Linked DNA regions of Gossypium hirsutum: region 2 is linked to region 1. A link is a contact called in public Hi-C data. All regions are on one chromosome and are shown on one strand. Each heading gives the region's core, a stretch centred on a gene start, on an enhancer-like site or on the middle of the called end of the contact. The rest is flanking DNA. Distances are from core to core; before and after follow the strand shown.

The links. A called contact is a pair of places that touch in the nucleus more often than the background predicts.
Region 2: a contact with region 1 is called in a Hi-C map of hypocotyl, with 2.7 times the contacts expected there. The contact joins the promoter of LOC107913981 here to the promoter of LOC121229408 in region 1. A contact is called at or near these places in 3 of 34 Hi-C or Micro-C datasets (hypocotyl and leaf).

What each region holds. Positions count from the first base shown.
Region 1 is chrA05:16,131,521-16,135,794 of Gossypium_hirsutum_v2.1, forward strand. LOC121229408 (NAC transcription factor 56) reads left to right here and starts at 2,649. Exons shown (of 3, transcript XM_041113632.1): 1 at 2,649-2,984; 2 at 3,073-3,383; 3 at 3,461-4,274. The coding sequence starts at 2,795. The coding sequence ends at 3,991. It overlaps LOC107915254 (alpha-galactosidase), which reads left to right. Exons shown (of 13, transcript XM_016844415.2): 6 at 1-16; 7 at 98-156; 8 at 233-298; 9 at 383-466; 10 at 551-615; 11 at 713-795; 12 at 877-1,158; 13 at 1,234-1,498. The coding sequence ends at 1,329.
Region 2 is chrA05:16,289,908-16,293,827 of Gossypium_hirsutum_v2.1, forward strand. It overlaps LOC107913981 (protein GID8 homolog), which reads left to right and starts at 1,724. Exons shown (of 6, transcript XM_016842677.2): 1 at 1,724-2,082; 2 at 2,369-2,528; 3 at 2,621-2,724; 4 at 3,296-3,427; 5 at 3,565-3,721. The coding sequence starts at 2,080. It also overlaps the pseudogene LOC107915258.

The DNA of each region.
Region 1 (4,274 bases), core at 1,399-3,898:
AACTTTTGCTCAATGGGTGGGTATCCTTAATCTTTGGGGCATTTAATTTGCTTAAATGACGGGGTTTTGGTTAATATGGGGCTTCCTTTTTTTGTAGGGAGTTGATTACATCAAGTATGACAATTGCTACCATGATGGTACAAGAAATCGAGAGAGGTAGAATCATCCTATTATATGGAGCATGTATTTACGATATAGTTATTTCATATTTTTCTTTTTTACTTTTTGGAAGTTATACTGCTATGGGCCACGCATTGCAGAAAATTAAACGGCCAATTCACTTCTCTTTATGCGAATGGTACGTGTTTATTTGATTGCTTATATCAGTTTTATCTTAAAAATTAAGAACTGAGTTCTTACAACGCAATTGTATTTTCCTTAGGGGACAAGAAGATCCAGCAAAATGGGCTGGTGCCTATGGCCATTCTTGGAGGACAACAGGGGATATTAATGATACCTTTGCAAGGTCTATTGCTTTTCATTTATGTATTCATTTATATCCAAAATTTATGGCAACCATTGAATCGTTTACTTTTTTGCTCTTTTTCAGTGTAACTTGGATTGCAGATTTAAACAACCGTTGGGGGAGATATGCTGGACCTGGCAGGTGGAATGGTAGTAACTGCTAAATTTTAACCGTTGTTTTTAATATTTATTTTGATAAATTTAAATACTATTTCACTAAGTCAATCCATAATTCTAATTCAATTAGATCCTGATATGTTGGAAGTGGGCAGCGGAGGGATGACTATGGACGAATACCGGTCTCATTTTAGTATTTGGTCTCTTATGAAGGTTTGTCTAGTCATTGCAGCCTTCATATCCTACCTTGCACGTACTCTGTTGAGATTGTATATGTAAATGTTGTGTTTCCAGGCTCCTCTTCTCATTGGATGCGACCTTCGATCTGTAAGCAACAGGACCCTAAGAATCCTTGGGAACAAAGAAGTGATAGAAGTAAATCAAGACTCACTAGGAGTTCAAGGGAGGAAACTACGATCCAAAGATGGCCTAGGAGTATGGGCAGGGCCATTATCAGACAACAGGGTTGTGGTAGTGTTATGGAACCGAAGCGAATTGAGGGCTCTTATAACTGCTGTGTGGAGGGATTTTGGACTCTCTCCTAACACACCAGCCATTGTTAGAGACTTCTGGAAGGTAAGCCTCAGAGTTGCCTCTGATTTGAGGTTTTAAATGAATCTGTTGTGACTATTTATGATATCTGTATTGCAGCACAAATATGTTTCCATGAATGAGCGCGATAGATTGACGGCATCCGTAGCTCCTCATGCTTGCAAGATGTATGTTCTGACACCACTCCAAAGTTGAAGGAGGCTATCATTTTATTGAACTTTTAGGATAGTTTAGCATTTTTTATTTTTGTGCATAGCCCCCTTTGGATCTTTTTTTTTCCTTATTGAGTGTTGAGGGAGAATCTAGTAAATGCAAAATAAATGATTTCATCTGAAGCAAATAAAATTCAATTATATTTGAGTCAGGGTATGATGAATCGATTTTAATTCGATGTCTTGTGATATGAACAAAGTATATGATCTTGTCAGCTATATAAACCAACGTGCTGTTACCCGAAAAGCAAGTTACTTGGCTCTGGTAAAATCGGTGGTTGCCTTTAAAACTTGCTTTGTAAGACTTGACCTATTCCATGAAATAGTATGCCAGCAGCTCCATGTTGCTGAGACTGAAATTCAAAGAATTTTATTGCTGAAACTTGACCAGCTTATATCATTTTTATTTATAAGTTTTGACTTACTAGAAACCAACCTCCTAGCAAATTGCGGCACTTTTACTTTGGGCATGGAGGGTCAATTCCTTTTTTTCTCATGCATTTCCCTCGTGTTTTTTGGTATTTGGTGACAGCGTATCATCCATATTATTGAAAGTAACGTTCAACTGATTGGCACTGCATTTTGAAGCAGATAAAAGGATGTAAATTTATGAAGGCTGTAGTATGACCAGTAAATAATAAAATCCAAAAGACAAAGCACTATCAAGGAAAGCAACCTCTCTGTTATCTATATATGTAAATTACATGTATATTCTAATGGATTACATGCAAGGAAATTATGGAAAGCTGCCGGGTCAGAAACGCCCCTTGTTCCATGGATTTATGCCTCTTCTCCAAGTTAAAAGAAAAAGGGGTTTTTTTTTTAAAGCATACTCTTCTTCCTAATTTACAAGCAAAAATGTTGTCAAAATAAAACATTAAAAGTAAGCTGTTTAATTATGCATATCAGGGGACTTTTAACATAGATCTATGAAAAGAAATAAAATTGAGCTTTTATGAAAAAAATATTTGTAAGGGTCAAAAAAAAAAAATTAATGCTTGCACACCTTACACTCTTCCTTTTTCTCTTGAAATTAGTTTTAGGGACAGAAGCGATAGTATCACACATAAGAAAAGCATGACATGGAAAGCGTAACAGGCAGTTCCAAACCTGCGACCCTAGAAACCTGCCCCCCCTTCCCAATTTTCCTGCTTTTTCCTCGCTTATGGTGGTCCCCACCACCTATCCCACCACGTGTCTCCAATCTTATGTGCCATGTGTCATCAGATCAGCGGTGTCCACTTGGCTCCATATGAGCCCAACAGCCAGCAAGCCAGCCACTCCCTCTCCACCCTTCCCCCTTATAACATCAAGTCATCAACGTATCTCTTAATTTCTCAATTTTTTTTTTTTTAAATTTCCATCTACCTTAGGCTCAATACTCTTCAACTCCGTAAATTCATGAGAACTGGGAATATAAGATTGAACCAAAGCTGACCAGCGAAATAATGGAGAGCACAGATTCATCGTCGGCGTCGGCGTCGGCGCACCCGCAACTCCCACCGGGGTTCCGATTCCACCCGACCGACGAAGAGCTGGTTGTTCACTACCTCAAAAAGAAGGCCGCCTCTGCTCCTCTGCCTGTTACAATCATAGCTGAAGTTGATCTTTACAAGTTTGATCCATGGGAGCTGCCAAGTACATATATGCATATACGAAAATTTATATTTGACCATGTTTACATCCATCAAGTACTAGTCTTTGAATTGTAGTATAACTTTTGTAGGTAAGGCAACTTTCGGTGAGCAAGAATGGTATTTTTTTAGTCCTAGAGACAGGAAATATCCGAATGGAGCGAGGCCTAATAGAGCTGCAACTTCTGGTTATTGGAAAGCCACTGGGACCGATAAGCCGATTGTAACTTCAAATGGAAATCAAAAGGTTGGGGTTAAAAAGGCTCTAGTGTTCTATAGAGGTAAGCCTCCCAAAGGGATTAAAACGAATTGGATCATGCATGAATATCGCCTCATCGACAACAACTCATCCACTTCCAAACCTCAAATTGTTGATCTTCCCAACAGGAAAGCTTCTTTACGGGTATGTATAGGGTTATCCCATCCGTTAAAAGTTCCATAGAACTAAAGATCCATATTCATACAGTGCGTTGTTTTCAGCTTGATGATTGGGTCTTATGCCGGATTTACAAGAAGAACAATACCCAGAGACCTATGGAGACAGACAAAGAGTACACCATGGAGGGCATGCTGGCAACACAACTGCCAACTTCTAGCCATCAAAATCTAAACGCTCTTACATCAAAAGCTACAAGTTATGGTTCACTGCTACAACATGAAGATAATTTCTTTGAAGGGATATTAACCGAAGGGATGCGAAGCAGTTCCAATATTTCGCAACTAGCAGTGTCGTCGAGCTCGAAGCAAAATCTTCCCATGGCGTTTCCCGTTAAACGAACGCTTCCTCCTCAGTACTGGAACGAACCAAGCTCAACAGGTTCACAGTCGGGGAAAAGGTTCCAACAGGGTGATATAAATTGTAGTAGCAGAGGTGGCAATATTGATGATACCAATTCGTTTGTTTCTTTGCTGAATCAACTACCTCAAAACACTCCGTTTTACCCTGGAAGCATGGTTGGATCCCTTGGCGATGGGGTTTCACGGCAACAGTTTATACTCCCTGGTTCCTAGAATGTTTTGGAAGCAACTGTAACTATAACTAATTTAATAATTCTCGGTACTCATATATTGTGTGAAATGATTCCAGCAGGGGTAAGAAAAACGTATTCTTTTGGTACTACATAGGCGAATTATTGTATATGCATTATATATAATACTAGAGAAATAATAATTTCGTCGGGGGATATAACTATTAATGGCGGTTGGGTATCCTCTGCAATTATTTGATGTTTACAAAAAAAAGAAAAAATCTCAAAATACACATTCGAAATGAAAACTGAAGAGAACCTTGGAT
Region 2 (3,920 bases), core at 474-2,973, 160 kb after region 1:
GCTATTGAGATTGCCAATCGAGTGGAGCCTTTAATATATTTATGGTAGAAAAAAATAAAACTCCAAACCTATTAGCACAAATCAGTCCAGTTCTAAGTCATCATGGGATTTGGTGAAGGACCTAATGATCAATTCTGACAAAAGAGAAATGCTTGCAGATCAAGCAGAGAGCCTCCTGCTTTGCTTGAAGCAGCTATTCCCCGGTCTTCCCCACACCACTTTAGATATGAGTAAAATTCAATACAACAAGGTTTGTGTCAATGGTTTGAATTCGAGACTTGTTCTTATGAATGCTTTTAATTACAAAATTCATGCTGATAAATGAACATTATGGTGTTAATTAGGATGTTCGAAAATCCATATTGGAGAGCTCATCGAGAGTTTTGGAAAGTCTTGCAGTCAACATTATCACACGTATTGATGATGTGCTCTATGTGAATGACTTGACCAATCATTTAGATCAGTTCTCTTCACTATCCAGGATCGGACTTATTGGTCAGAAGAGGCCTTCGGTTCCTTACTCAGTGCCCTTCCCTAGCACTCCTTATAGAATAGCTTTTTCAACCCCGAACTTTTCACCAGCATAACTAGCTACCCCTACAAAGGGTGATAGATCACCATTTGTTTCAAGCAGTAAAGTTCCTCAGCGTGGGATGGGCGTGACAAAGTTCTTGACAGACTATCTTAATATTGATTTAAGGCCGAAGAAATCCAGTAATCCAAATGAAGGAACAAACATAACTCAAGCAGCATCAGTATCTTTTGAATGTCTAAAAGCGTCTAAAAGCAGCGGTGACCTTATCAAAACTGGAGCCAGTTCCTGAGAAAGAGCCCTAATGTTTCACATCATGAATCAATTTTATATATTTTCTTTAAGTTTTAAATTTGGTAGGAATTAGAAGATGCTTGAGAATGACATTCACCCTGTTATTATAAATGATAAATAAGTTGAGTGATTCATTCTTTGTCATGGCATCATTTATGGTCTCAAATTTGATTATAGCTTAATATTTTGATGATCAAACATAGAATAGAAATTGGCAAACTCCCTATTACTTATCTACATATACAATATCATAACTTAGGTGACCTGATGACATTGGTAATAAAGATGGGAGTAGTTGCTTATAAGCTGATTACACGTAGCCACAACAAAAAGTTGCATGATTGGAACACGCACTCTGTTGGGTTGTTGTTGTTAGCAATGGAGTGTGGAGTTCCAGAAATAGCAGCTGAATTGTCGAAATGTCAAACTTTTGAGGGTTTGACACAGTCTATTTTAAAGATGTTTAATCTTATTATATGTAATTAAGAAGAGAAATTTCCAAACATTTTATGGATGAATGTTAAACAAGTTGTAATTAATTGATTGATAGTGTATTCCTGTATGATCCAAACATATTTATATCAAATGAGTGCCTTATATGGTATTTGTGTCTTTATGTGAAATAAACAAAACAATCTTATTATATACATCTAATAAATCATTACAATATTTTACACATATTCATCTAAATACTAAAAAAGTAAATCATTTTTCAGAAATTATTTTTTAAAAAATATTTTACTTGCAAACAAATAAAAAGAAAAAAAATTATTAAAACGAATCCTACTTCAAAATAAGAATTATCTTACATCAACCTTACTAATTCGTCGCATCAACACATCTCAGTTTATTATTATTATTAATATTTTGCAATTTCCTGGATAAGATCAATAATATTACTTTTTTTTTCCTGATAAAAAGAGGTTGTCACTCTAGAGAAAGAAGTAACGAGGAAGGGCCAAAAACCCAGAATTAATGGACTGAAAATATCGAAAGCCCCAATCTCACAGCTCAGAAATGTCGGTTAATCTCAGATCCAATCCGTCTAAGCCGATTTGTTTTCTCTCTTTTATTATTTAAACGGAAAATAAAAAAGAGAAAAACCCGGAAGTATATATTATGTAGTGCAGCAAAACAAAAGAGAAAAAAGGGGTACGGATACTTGAAAAAGTTTGGGTAATCAAATAGGAGCGAAGGTGAAGAAGCACTGATACAACTGTTCTGAATTGTAATTCAGCTGAAATTGAACAACAATGGTATGGTTTAATTTTATAGTTGTTTTCTTTTTTCTGAACACTTTCAAGAATTTGAATTTTGTTCAATTTGCAGCTCAAAAGTATATTAAGAGTTAGCTTATAGATTATACATTTCGGTATTGTTGAATAATCTAATCTTTTAATCTCGACAGAGAGTAATTTAACTTTAGCTATTACTGTTTTAGTTTTAAATTGTCAAAATCTTATTGGTATTGTAGCATAAGAGACATTGGTGGAGTAGTTTAGAGGATGGAGTGTATTTATGTTTCGAATTGTTTGCTAACAGGCTAGCTCGAAGAAACTGATTTCCAGGGAAGAGTGGGAGAAGAGGTTGAATAATGTTAAAATCAGGAAAGAAGATATGAATAAATTGGTGATGAATTTTCTTGTTACCGAGGGTTATGTTGAAGCTGCTGAGAAATTCCGAATGGAATCTGGAACTCACCGTATCCAACAGCACGAAAATTGTTTATCTTATGCTCTGTTATTGGTTTTCTGAATGTATATGCTTTTTGTTTTCCTTATTGTGGAATAGCAGATATCGATCTTGCAACAATCACGGATCGCATGGCTGTTAAAAAGGCTGTGCAATGTGGAAATGTCGAGGATGCCATCGAGAAAATTAATGATTTAAATCCCGAGGTGCAGTGTTTGATTGTGATGTGATGAACTCTGTGACTAAGAACAAGTTATTTTTTTCAAATGAAAACAGGATCTGTTTCAGATTGCCAAGTTGTTGTCATGATACACCTTTCCTTTCAGTAGTCCATATGAAATTCTAAGTATTTCTTTTGAATGTAATAGAAGGAATAATGTGCAATATGAAAGGGAGTTAGTTGGGGACATGTAACTGTTCTAATTTTGTTTTTCAATTTTGTACTAATGAGAATGAATTAAGAGGGTTTTATATTGGGTGATTCCCGGTATAGCCTGAGGTATATCAATTACAAGGAAATCTGTTATTAGGATCAGTTGTTCTTAAATGTCCATCATCAGCAATAGTTTTGAGAGAAGCTGGATTTTGAAAACGGGTACTCGTATGTTTAGCAATTTTGATTTGAATCGACTGATACCATATTTGTTACCAGTTAAGCAATTTTGAAATCTGTCAAAAAGGGTAGCGGAATTCTTTTCAGGCATGAAGAATTTTCTGAGACATGCTGTAAAGAAAAATAATGTCACACTAATATTTTGAAATTCATTGTTTTTGCAGATATTGGATACAAATCCGCAACTCTTTTTTCAACTCCAACAGCAGAGATTGATAGAATTAATTCGGAATGGAAAAGTAGAAGAAGCCCTGGAGTTTGCTCAAGAGGAGCTTGCTCCTAGGGGAGAAGAAAATGTAACTCTGCTTCATTAATTCATGAGAACTTTCATTATGCATGCTTATTTGTTTCTAATCATTTTGTGTCTTTAACCAGCACTAATCTGTTGTTACTAATATGTGGATTTAACTAAGATAGCCAAAGCTTTCTGCAGCAAAGCTTTTTAGAAGAGTTGGAGAGGACCATTTCACTCCTGGTATTTGAAGATACTTCAAACTGCCCAGTTGGAGAGCTTTTGGACATATCACAGCGCCTTAAGACAGCGACCGAGGTGAATGCTGCCGTACTTACTAGCCAAAGTCATGAAAAAGGTTTTCTTTTTTTCTACCTTTTATGTTCTTTATTTATTTACCTTTGGATAGTAGATGACTGGTTATTAGTGAGATGGTATACCTAGTCAAGTAGTCATTAACAAGGCTTGACCATCCTGTGCTGGCCCTGCAACATTGTTTTGGAAAGTTACTTGGTATACATTTTCCATGCTTTGTCTATGGAATGGAACTTTCAATT